Regions from separate parts of the Mus musculus genome. Here regions 1 and 2 are each linked to region 3. The links are chromatin contacts, called in public Hi-C maps. All regions are on one chromosome and are shown on one strand. The core of a region is the stretch at or near the end of the contact, and the rest is flanking DNA. Distances in the headings are between cores, read along the strand shown. Region 1 has its middle 82 kb from the start of Rtkn2. Region 2 overlaps Tmem26 (transmembrane protein 26). Region 3 has its middle 15 kb from the start of Gm32748.

What was found. A called contact is a pair of places that touch in the nucleus more often than the background predicts.
Region 1: a Hi-C map of liver shows a contact between it and region 3, with 4 times the contacts expected there. The contact joins two enhancer-like sites. A contact is called at or near these places in 4 of 484 Hi-C or Micro-C datasets (embryonic stem cells and liver), 1 of 115 datasets of contacts at active chromatin or transcription factors (embryonic stem cells) and 1 of 9 other capture datasets (embryonic stem cells).
Region 2: a Hi-C map of uterus shows a contact between it and region 3, with 4 times the contacts expected there. The contact joins two enhancer-like sites. A contact is called at or near these places in 1 of 15 datasets of contacts at CTCF or cohesin (the NIH/3T3 cell line) and 14 of 484 Hi-C or Micro-C datasets (CD4 T cells, cerebral cortex, embryonic stem cells and 3 more).

Annotation. Positions count from the first base shown.
Region 1 is chr10:68,059,612-68,063,131 of GRCm38.p6, forward strand. No RefSeq gene overlaps it. Among named protein-coding and RNA genes, the nearest start is that of Rtkn2, 82 kb to the left of the region's middle. Within about 2 kb of position 1,485, at least 28 of the 459 cell types and tissues checked have an H3K27ac peak or open chromatin away from gene starts, as enhancers often do. A contact at or near this core is called in liver, where this site is marked.
Region 2 is chr10:68,751,442-68,754,750 of GRCm38.p6, forward strand. The region is part of intron 4 of Tmem26 (transmembrane protein 26); the gene reads left to right. Among named protein-coding and RNA genes, the nearest start is that of Tmem26, 29 kb to the left of the region's middle. Within about 2 kb of position 1,745, at least 2 of the 459 cell types and tissues checked have an H3K27ac peak or open chromatin away from gene starts, as enhancers often do. A contact at or near this core is called in uterus, where this site is marked.
Region 3 is chr10:68,353,275-68,356,681 of GRCm38.p6, forward strand. No RefSeq gene overlaps it. Among named protein-coding and RNA genes, the nearest start is that of Gm32748, 15 kb to the left of the region's middle. Within about 2 kb of position 1,652, at least 118 of the 459 cell types and tissues checked have an H3K27ac peak or open chromatin away from gene starts, as enhancers often do. A contact at or near this core is called in liver and uterus, where this site is marked.

The DNA.
Region 1 (3,520 bases), core at 235-2,734, 290 kb before region 3:
GAATTACAATACTATCAAACATTCCTACCACAAAATTATGCTGAACAAAATTTAATCTTTCTGTGACTGTTCAAAAGAATTTAGGATCTTGTAATCCTCCAGGGACATTACCATTTTATAAATCGCACCAAAAAAAAAAAAATTTCTCATTATTTCTGCTCCCTGGTAGTTTGGATTCAGGAGAAATGGGAATTTACTGTAATACTTTGAGTTATTGAGTTCTGGAAGCTCACAGCACTTCAAATATACATGCATTATATCACTTATCTTGCTCATGAAATTTACAAATGGAAACAGTTAGTAATGGGTGGATTTTTAGATACAAAGTCTGTTCCTTGAAGTTCTAATGAATAATTCTTCCATTTGGCATTTCTAAACCGACACTGGCTTGCTTTTCTATTGCAGCACATAATATAATATACACATCAGCTGAAGATCAAATAGGCCTAAGGCTAGCAGCAAAGAAATTTGAACTATAATTTTATTGTATTTTAAAGTATATAGTAATCTGATTCCACATTTCAGCTCATAAATGTTCTGATGAACCTGGATGGTACAATTTCTTTTCATATCAACGAAAAACTCCAGTCTGACACCATAAAAGCCAATACATTTGCATGTACTCATGGTTTTTTATCAAACTAAAAATATTCAAACTGTACGTGGAAAAAAGACTGTTTTAATTTAAAAGATGTTTTGTTCTTGTCTTCATCCTCAAACTCAGTGTAATTGTGCTTTCTATTTATGGATTAACTGTGGCCAAATATAATATATTTAATATATAAATGACTCTTGTCACGCTTGCAAATATCTCTCTCCCTTAAAATGTAATTAGTTTCTCTCTGCTGCTAAAAAATTTAATGCACTCAAAAGCCAGGGCTTATTTCTGCATCTCCTGCTGTTTGGGGAGTATCTGTCCTCCCACTACCAAGCACAGATAATCAAACGTGAGCCTAGAGAAAAAAAAAATCCTCCATTTAGGCAACATGAATCTGTACTAAATCTGATGTAACAGATTAATACAGAGCACGAGGTACATTCAATAGGAAAATGGCATTTAAATATTAATACTAGATAAATACACTCTTGCTTCTGTCCTTGATAATTTATAAGTCATATGCTTCTAGACAGAAATAAATCATTCTTCGTTTATATCGTTGCTGGGAAACAAGCAGAAACACGGAAAGCAAGGCCCAGCTTTCCTCCTTAGTCCTGACAGGGTCCAGTTTCTACCTCATTCTCTTGCCGCCTTCATCTGTGTCCCAACTGGTGTCCGATCCTAGTCTGGTTTCTCGTATTAAATGTATATTTCTCCAACCAATATCTGAAGTGGTAATGTTCCAACAGTCCAAATGTCGATTATGAAAACAAACATTTGCTTCTCGAGCAAATGTTTTCACACAAAGGCATTTGATTCCCCGTACTGGAGCAAACAAACATTTGTTCTAGGCGCTTAAAGCAGCCAAAAGTTCCTGCTGAAACATTCTGCAGGCTGGCTGGCTTGACTCCCTGGAGCAGGACTTGGTGATGTCCGAGGGTGCCTGAGAGGCCAGTTGCCGGCCTTCGCCGCTCTTCCCAGTACACGGAGCCCACTAAGAAGCTGAAACATTTTTAAAGCACAGTTTGGAAGATAATGTGTGTTTAGTCGTGATGTCTCCATTAGAATATGTCTTAAGAATACTTCATTTGTTAGAACAAATTCAGCCTTGCACCTCGTAATCCTAGGACTGAGTTCTTTGGAAAATTCACAAAGCCATTTCACACATAAAACCACTCAGGCAATTTGGTGGTCATTATTTATGCAGCGGCCTGCAAGCACTCCCCCTACGTGACTAGTTCTGTCACTTCATTAATGTTTATGTTCTCTCTAGAGCGAGGTCGGGATTATCCTTGTGAATATATTTTATTTAAGTGTACATCCGCTTCAATGTGGAGATTTAGCTTTCACAGAAAAAAAATCCTCTTGTTTCCGTATTATTTAATGCTTTTTTGAAATGAATCAATATTTCTAGGGAAGTAATTTACTTAAATACATGTTCTTTAAGGCGCAGGGAAATTGATTCTTTACTTCTGCTCCAAAGACGTAGTATCCTAGCAACTGAGTCAAGATTGATTCTCTGGCTAGTTTTTCTAAACTGAAAATAGTTCCTAGCTCATTTAAAAACAAACCACAAAATTGTCTTAAGAGGAATGAATAAATGAATGAATGAATGAATGAATGAATGAATGCAGAAAGGGAACAGGGAGCATGCAGACCCAAGACGTCATTTCAGGAGTATTTAGAAGAACATGGGACATTTTGGGGTCTTCAGAGGAAGTTGCTGAATCTGGGGCCAGCCTGGGCTACACTGTGAGTTTTTAGGTCACTCTGGGTGAAAGGGTGAGACCCTGCCTCACAACACAAACAACCAAGGATGCTGAACTATGCTGGTTAGGTGTTTGTTTGCTTGCTTGCTTTTTGTCAACTTGACACAAGCTAGAGTCATCTGAGAAGAGAGAACTCAGCTCAGAAAATGTCTCTGTCCCCATCAGATTGCATGTAGACAAGCCTTTGGGTACCTTTTTTGGTTGATGTTTGACGAGAATGGGCTCAGCCCACTTCTCCTGGGATGTATAAGAAAGCAAAGTGAGCAAGCCATGAGGAACAAGCTTTGGTCATGGTGTTTAGCAAAAAGGTAGGAGCCCTGAAAAGGACGGACCCCTGTATTGGTTCCTTGGCTTAGGCACTGTTGAGTTGGGTCAAATACGTTAAGTGAGGAGGTAGGTGGCAGCGGCCATTTTTGTGATGGTGGACTTGACCTATATTGTGGCCAATGGCTTCCAGCAAAATAACTTCAAACAGAAGTGGGACACTGAGGGCCAGGCAGGAACCCTGCGATGCTGAGCCCCCAGCTTACCTTTAGACTGAGTCCAAGGCATGCTTTGTCCCCCACCCCCACCCCCACCATAAACGCCCAATCAGCAAAGAAGCTGAACCCAGTGGAAGGAGGGAGCCACTGGGGAGAGTGGGCCCAAGTGTCCGTGCTAGAATTGTTCAAGGGCCAAAGCTTTCAGTGATATGGAGAAGGCAGAGTTTGGTCAGTGCTGTGAGCAGGTGGGGGAGGAGCAATCAAGAAGCTATTAAAACCTCTGGAGACATTTGAATCAGTCTCTCTCACCCCACTATCCATGCTCTTAATGGTCTTAATCTTGAAGGAACTGCAGAAGGGATCCCATCTTTCTCTATTTGGGCCTGTGGTTAGAGATCTAGGGAAGCCAAGAGTTCTTTTTTTTCCCCCTTTAAAGAAATATATATATATATATATATATACACATACATACATATACATATATTATATATATATGAGTACACTGTCACTGTCTTCAGACACACCAGAAGAGGGCATCAGATTACATTACAGATGATTGTGAGCCACCACTTGGATGCTGGGAACTGAACTCAGCACCTAGAAGAGCAGTCAGTGATCCTAACCACTGAGCCATCTCTCTAGACCAAAGCCAAGAGGCCTAAGACCTCATT
Region 2 (3,309 bases), core at 495-2,994, 400 kb after region 3:
GACAGCTTTATGTCAGGGCTTGAGGGAGGACTTATTTAGTGAGTTTGTTTTCTATGCAAGCCTCAGGAACTGAGTTTGGATCCACAATTCCCATGTAAGCACCAGGCATGGTGGTGTGTATGTGTCATGTGTGTCTAGGATCACAGCACTGGCGATGTGAAGACAGGAGAATCTCTAGGGCTCACTGGAAGGCCATTCAAACCAAATTGGTAAACTCTTAAACTCCGTGTTCAGTGAGGGTAAGGTGGGGCTGATAGATAAAAGCACCTCACATCAAACCTCTGGACTCCATATGCACTTAAACACATGTGCAGACACATCAGGTACACATAAGGACATGAATGAACATCTATTCACATATACACCACATGTACTATATCTATATAGATATATAGCTATATCTATACACACACAAAGACCAATCTTTATCTTAAAAAGGAAAATGCAGGAAGGAGGTTCAGGCTGAGAAAGAGGATATACCCACCCTGGATAGAACAGAAAATTGCCATATAGTTACACCATAAGTCCAGGAGGGTCATGGTGGAACCACAGCGACTACGGGTATCTGGAGACCATCTCTATCCTCTTCAGCCAAGTGTCAGCAGTACAGCCCATGTCATTATTTTCTCCGAGATCACCTAGCTCCAAGAGCCATAGAGACACCGTCCCTTTCTCTAGCTATAGAATTTACATTTCCCGGTGAGAAGGAGAACAGAGCCAATGAAGTTTTATTGTACAGAATTTTATTTTTAGTCAGTTTTGTTCAAAGTGCCCAAAGGCTTTCTGGTGGAGATGCCTATAAATTAAAACTTATTGAGTTGGTACTTTTATTTTTGCCACCAGCAAGCAAACTCGGAATCCGTGATCACATCTGTTTATGGAACTGCTTTCTTCCCATTAGGGATTTGAGTCTCCGTGCCTGAATGTACTTTAAGCTTGGGTTGTTTTGTATGGTGCTATAAAAATAAATTGGAATGAGGCTGGCTTTTAATGCTACGGTTTACTTTATCCCACTCTCCTCAAACAACAAAACATAAAGCCTGAGCCAAACACACCGACTTATTAAATAAGCCTAATTTCTCAATCACAGCGTGAATCACTATTTATAAGTGAGAGATTTTTTTTATAAGAACACTCATTGTTTTGTACATACTAAATTATTTGTTCAGTTTATTAAGTCAACATCATTTTTGAGGTATCAAATATGAGTTGGATGACTGTAGTCACTGTGTTTATTTTCATGTGGTGGTTCCAATGCCTTATGCTTGATCAGCATTTTACATTGAATAGTAATTTCAAATACATTTAAGATCATTGCAGTACAATGTCACTACTAGAGGAACATCAATGGACCATGATGGACCCCCTGAAATTATGAACATGGATAGTTACAAACCTGACATCTATCTATAAAATGAATGCATACATGCTAAATATCTTCCAAGTACAGAGACAGCACAAGACAATAAAGGGCTTGAAAAGAGAGGGCTTTGTTTTACGGAGCTAGTCGTAAAACGAGAGAAATGCCAAACCCGGTTATCTTAATGGGCTCTGCGAGTCCCATCCAGAAGTATCATCAAAGAGTAATGGATCCCGTGTTTACCAATAAACGTTGATTATTAAATAAGTTGATTTAATTGTTTGACCCATAAAAAAGCGCCCTTGGAAGTCACTCGGCACTGCTTAATTGACTAAGAACTGATTTGTTATTTAACATGTGCCAGGTACCGTGTTAGGCAGAGCTTGGGGAACAAAACCGTAAACAAGTTATGAACCAAAGATCACACAGTTCAGCCAAAACAAGACTGTTTCGGTCCAGTGAGAATTTAGGGAGGACTGGATGTTTCAAAGCATCATCAATTTCTCCAATTTTTTTTTTCTACTTACAATTCAATTCAAATACTTTCTGAGTATATATTTTGGAAATTTTGAACTTGTGTTTCACGCCAGTTAAAGCTTAATGAGGCTGAATAAATTAGAGTAGGCCTGTATCTGCAGGCTTCTCATTCGTGGGTAGAAAGTGTTCTAGAAATGACTCCAAGTTCATTATTGCCCTACAGCACGGATTACATGACAATGTTGTACAATGTTTTCTAAGAACTTGAGTGTCCTACAAGCACCCTCCTATAAATAATAAAGGATATTTTGTTACAGATTCCATTTCTAAATATCTTCCCATGTTGTTTTCGATTGTATTTCCTCAAATTGAAATTATTTTGTTTCAGTATTTCCAGATTGTGTCAGTGGCCTTTTCTGATTTCCCTCCTGTCCCCTTGCACCTCTGTAACTCAAATACACCTCAACCTGTGGTCAACTCCCAAAATGCATCTAGACTTCCTCTTCAAAAAGCTTGCTTCCGAGTTCTAAGTTCCTGTCTCAGGTCTCATATATACTGTAAGAAACGATACCAAAAATGTCGTGTGTGTGTGTGTGTGTGTGTGTGTGTGTGTGTGTGTGTGTCTGTCTGTCTGTCTGTTCAGAAAAGGAGACTGGATCCAATGGAACTGTAGTAACAGCTGGTTGTTAGCCACAATGTGATGCTAGCAATTGAACACAGGTCCTTAACTGCTGAGCCATCTTCCACCTCATAAGGATGTCTTATGAATAACAGAGTTCTCTGTAATACAATGTATTGGTTTATCTCTTTTGGGTTATGTTTCTTGCTGCCATACATAGGAAATAAGAACAAATCCAAAATCAGAAGCATATTCCTTTTTCTACCTATGGGACTATTTAGCTCTCTCTGTCTCTGTCTCTCTCAGAGTGTATGTGTGTATATGTTTGAGTGTGTGCATGCTTGTGTGTGTGTATGTTTGCATATGTTTGTGTGTGTGTTTCCATTTGATTTAACTTTGTGCACTGTGAGATAAACCTTCAAGTTCAGTATTTTGGGCAATGACCAAGCTTGGACTAATTGTCTCGAAAATATCTGTTGAAAATACTCTTTCTGAGTTCAGCTGGTGTGTTTATTTAAAATCAGTTGACTGCAGGTATAAGAGCTCCAATGAGGCATGTGTGTGCTTGTCCTTATACCAACCTCACAAGGTGGTTTTGGTAGACACTGTAGCACTACTTTCTAAAAACCATTGCTTCTGGTAACGTGGGGCTTTACCTAGCCATGTGGCTGTGACCATCTTACTGAGTTTTATTTAAAAAGCAACCAAACCAAACCAAACCAAACCAAACCAAACCAAACCAAACCAAACAACAAGCAAACATACAAACAGAAAACCTTGTGGTCTTGTAGGAAGTGAGCTAACATGAACGATTATTTGGGAAGCTTCAGAATTATAAAGCCCTCTCATCTGT
Region 3 (3,407 bases), core at 402-2,901:
AAAAAAAAAAGAGAGAGAGAGAGAGAGAGAGAGAGAGATTTCATTTTTAGTGCTGTGTGTGTGTAGCTGTGTGTGTGGAGGTGAGTGTGTGGAGGTGTGTGCATGTGTGAGGGCAGGTGCCTTTACATCCAGAAGAGGGCATCAGGTGTGCAGGAGCTGGAATTACACGCGGTTGTGAGCCTTCTGATGTAGGTGCTGAGAACCAAATTTGGATGCCTTGTAAGGAGGAGCACCCACTCTGAACTGTGGGTCTTTCCAGTCTCTTAAAATTCTTCGGGGTGGGGGTGGGAGGAGTGTGGGGGGTTGGCGTGAGGTCATGGCTTACAACTCTTTTTAAAAGATGTAAGTTTCACGACTCCCTGTACACCAAAGAACAACTTCATTTCATATTCCTTCTGGAGTGTCTTGACTGTAGCCATTAGCAATCCATCCTCCGTTTTCCTAGCCCGTATTTTCTTACAGCCTCGCCGAGAGACGCCGAGTTTTTGACCCAGTGTGAGAAAATATTAAGATGGTTCTGAGATTTCATCACCCGACGAAAATAAGGAATCCCCAAACTGCAGGGTCATGGATGGACTTTGGGGCTCGGGTTTCCAGAGGGGTCAGATTTCCCCTGGCTCCTCAAGTCTAGTGGAGAGAGGCTGGGTCTGAAGCAGTATCGGTTTTTCTGGCACCAGAACCACGGCTGAACACTAATGCGTTTAACAGTTGGACTTATTTTTAATCTACTGTATTAGGGAGCGCAAATTTAATCAAGAACAAAATGTTACCGACGGTGTTTTTGTTTCTGCGCATGCATACATTCCCAGTGCTGTCTCCGGTTCTCTTGAGCTACAAGCTCTCTGACTTATTTCATAACATTAGATTTTTTTTTTTTTAAGTGCCAATGTTTGTGGAGGGTGAAGAAGGAGAGAAATAAGGAGCTGGAGACGCCCCCCCCCCATCATTAAAGAAATAATTGCAGTACAGATTTTTTAACAATTGCTCTCCCTGCAGTGAATGTTGTTATGGACGGAGCTAATAAATGTCTTCAACCATTACTGCTGGGATACACTTTTGGCTTATTTTTCTGCCATTGGGAGGCATGGCTGGGTTGAGACATTCGGTTTTTTTTTTTTTAGCTCCCCCCCCCACCCCCCCCCCCCCCCCCGCCAACACCACCCCCCCTTAATCAAAGAAAGAGATCTTATCTCCCTAGCCAGCCTAGCTTACCCCCTCCCTCTGCCCTCCTCCCTGGATGCCTAGTTTACTGAAACCTGACTTGCAGGTCAGGGAACTGGTAACAGATTAATTTTACTCAAAGAGGAACACTAAGTATTTTGGCTGGGACACATGAGAATCCTGTTATAATATTACCATTTTCCCCTTTCTAAATTAAATATTAGGAAAAATTAAGCCAAGTAGTGGCCCACGCTACAGTGGAAAGTATTTCTCTCACAAACACGGGGAGATAAATGCTTGTGTGAGTGAAGGCACAATAAATACACATTATGTTAAAAAACCTAAGATTATGCAGGTTTTAGAGTTATAGCTAAAAGTGGTTTAGTGTTTCATGCCTAATAATAGATTACGCCTATCATATTTCCAACCTTCATTTCTCCTCCCTTTGAAGTCCAGCCATATAAAGGTTGTTTGTTGAACCACACTAAAGTTAAAGCAAACATTACTTAGGGTGATTCATACTGGCAAGAATTTGCAATGAAGGCAGTGGTGTGTGTGTGTGTGTGTGTGTGTGTGTGTGTGTGTGTGTGTGGTGTGCCTGAGTCAAAGGAAATGAAATGTTTGTAATATTTTTTTTCGGTTGATAAATTTATTAAAACATTCTAGAAGCTTCTAAGGGAAGCAGGGCTGACATACATAGACTCTCTGCAAACAGATTACACCCGGGGCCCCGTGGGGGAGGCAGACCTTAAAAGAGGGAAAAATTCTCTGGATTTCAGAAATTGCCACCAGGTCACAGCAATACTTAATTAACTGAATCCATTAACAGAAGGCTGTAACCTAGTTGTTAAGAAGAAGGAAAAAACAAAAGACAAAAAAAACCACACACACACACACACAAAAACAAAACAAAACAAAACAAAACAAAACAAAAAACCAAGAAAACAAAAAACAAAAAGAAAGAAAGAAAAGGAAGAGCAAAGTTAGGGAGTAGCTAGATTCATTTACTCCTCTGTTCTGTGCTTAGGATTAGCCTTTCAGAATGAGCAACCTGATTTTTTTTTTTTTAAAGGATCCATTTACCTTCCAGGCCTTTTCATAGCAAAACATTTTGTAGGGTTGCAAAAGAGATTAATTTGTTGCCAGTTGCTCCATACTGGCAGGGTTTCTGAATAAAGAATGTAAGCAATCTATCTTTGTTTGTAAGATATAATTAATCTGGCAGTTAAAATTCTTTGGAAACATTCTGATGACTTATGTGGAAAAGTGGAGCAAAGATTTCAAAGAAAAACTCAGAACTGTGTGCAGGGGAAGATAAAAGATATATGAAGTGTTTGTTCTAAGCGATACTATTCATTTACAGATCATAACGTAGCCCCACCCTGGCAATTATTCTGGAAAACAAGACAAATCTTTGTCTAGAGCCTTCTGACGGCGGTCTTGATTTGACAAACAAAATAAGCACATTACTGTTGTACTCTAATAGACTGCAAGCTGTTTTATTAGAGTCAGCTGAATCCTGTTTTGCATAAAAAAGAACACTGTTTGCTATGGAGAACACATTTATGTTAATAGGACTTTGACAAAGTAAAATAAAATCGCATTAAGATGCTGCAAAGAGATAAGACAATGAAATCTCCGGGAGAGAGAGAGAGTTTTGGCACACACTAATTACAGTCACGTCCCTGCAGGAAAAGAATATATTTTTACACCAACTATCCATGTGTTTGAAAATGCAGAGAGCTTAAAGCATAATTCCTGGTCTCGGCATTTCCTGGATGCGTCAGGCCCCGTGTGTCACTAAGGTGGTGACTGTTTTAAAGGAGTCTATCTGATAAATCCCACTTTCATTTTCAGCAGCAAAGGCAGGTTTCTTTCTGAATGTGAGCGAGCCTGCCATCATCCTGCTTAGTTTGAAGGGACTTTCCAATATAGGGCCGCTGAAAACAAGGTTTTAGATTACATGGTAATTTAGGAATGCATGAAAAGTGAAGCAGTTACCATAATAGGGTTCTGGGTAAACTTCATGGTTTTTAGAGCAAAACATAACAACATATGTTTTGTGATTTGTCTCAATGATTATATACATATATATATATATGTATATATATATATATATGTATATATATGCAATTTTGTTCGGGTACTATCAAAATATTTGGAGGCCTCATCTGTGCACAGCATTTTTATAACCTTATTTTGAAAACTGATGTCTCTTCTTTTAGTTCAGTCATTAAAAGGCAGGC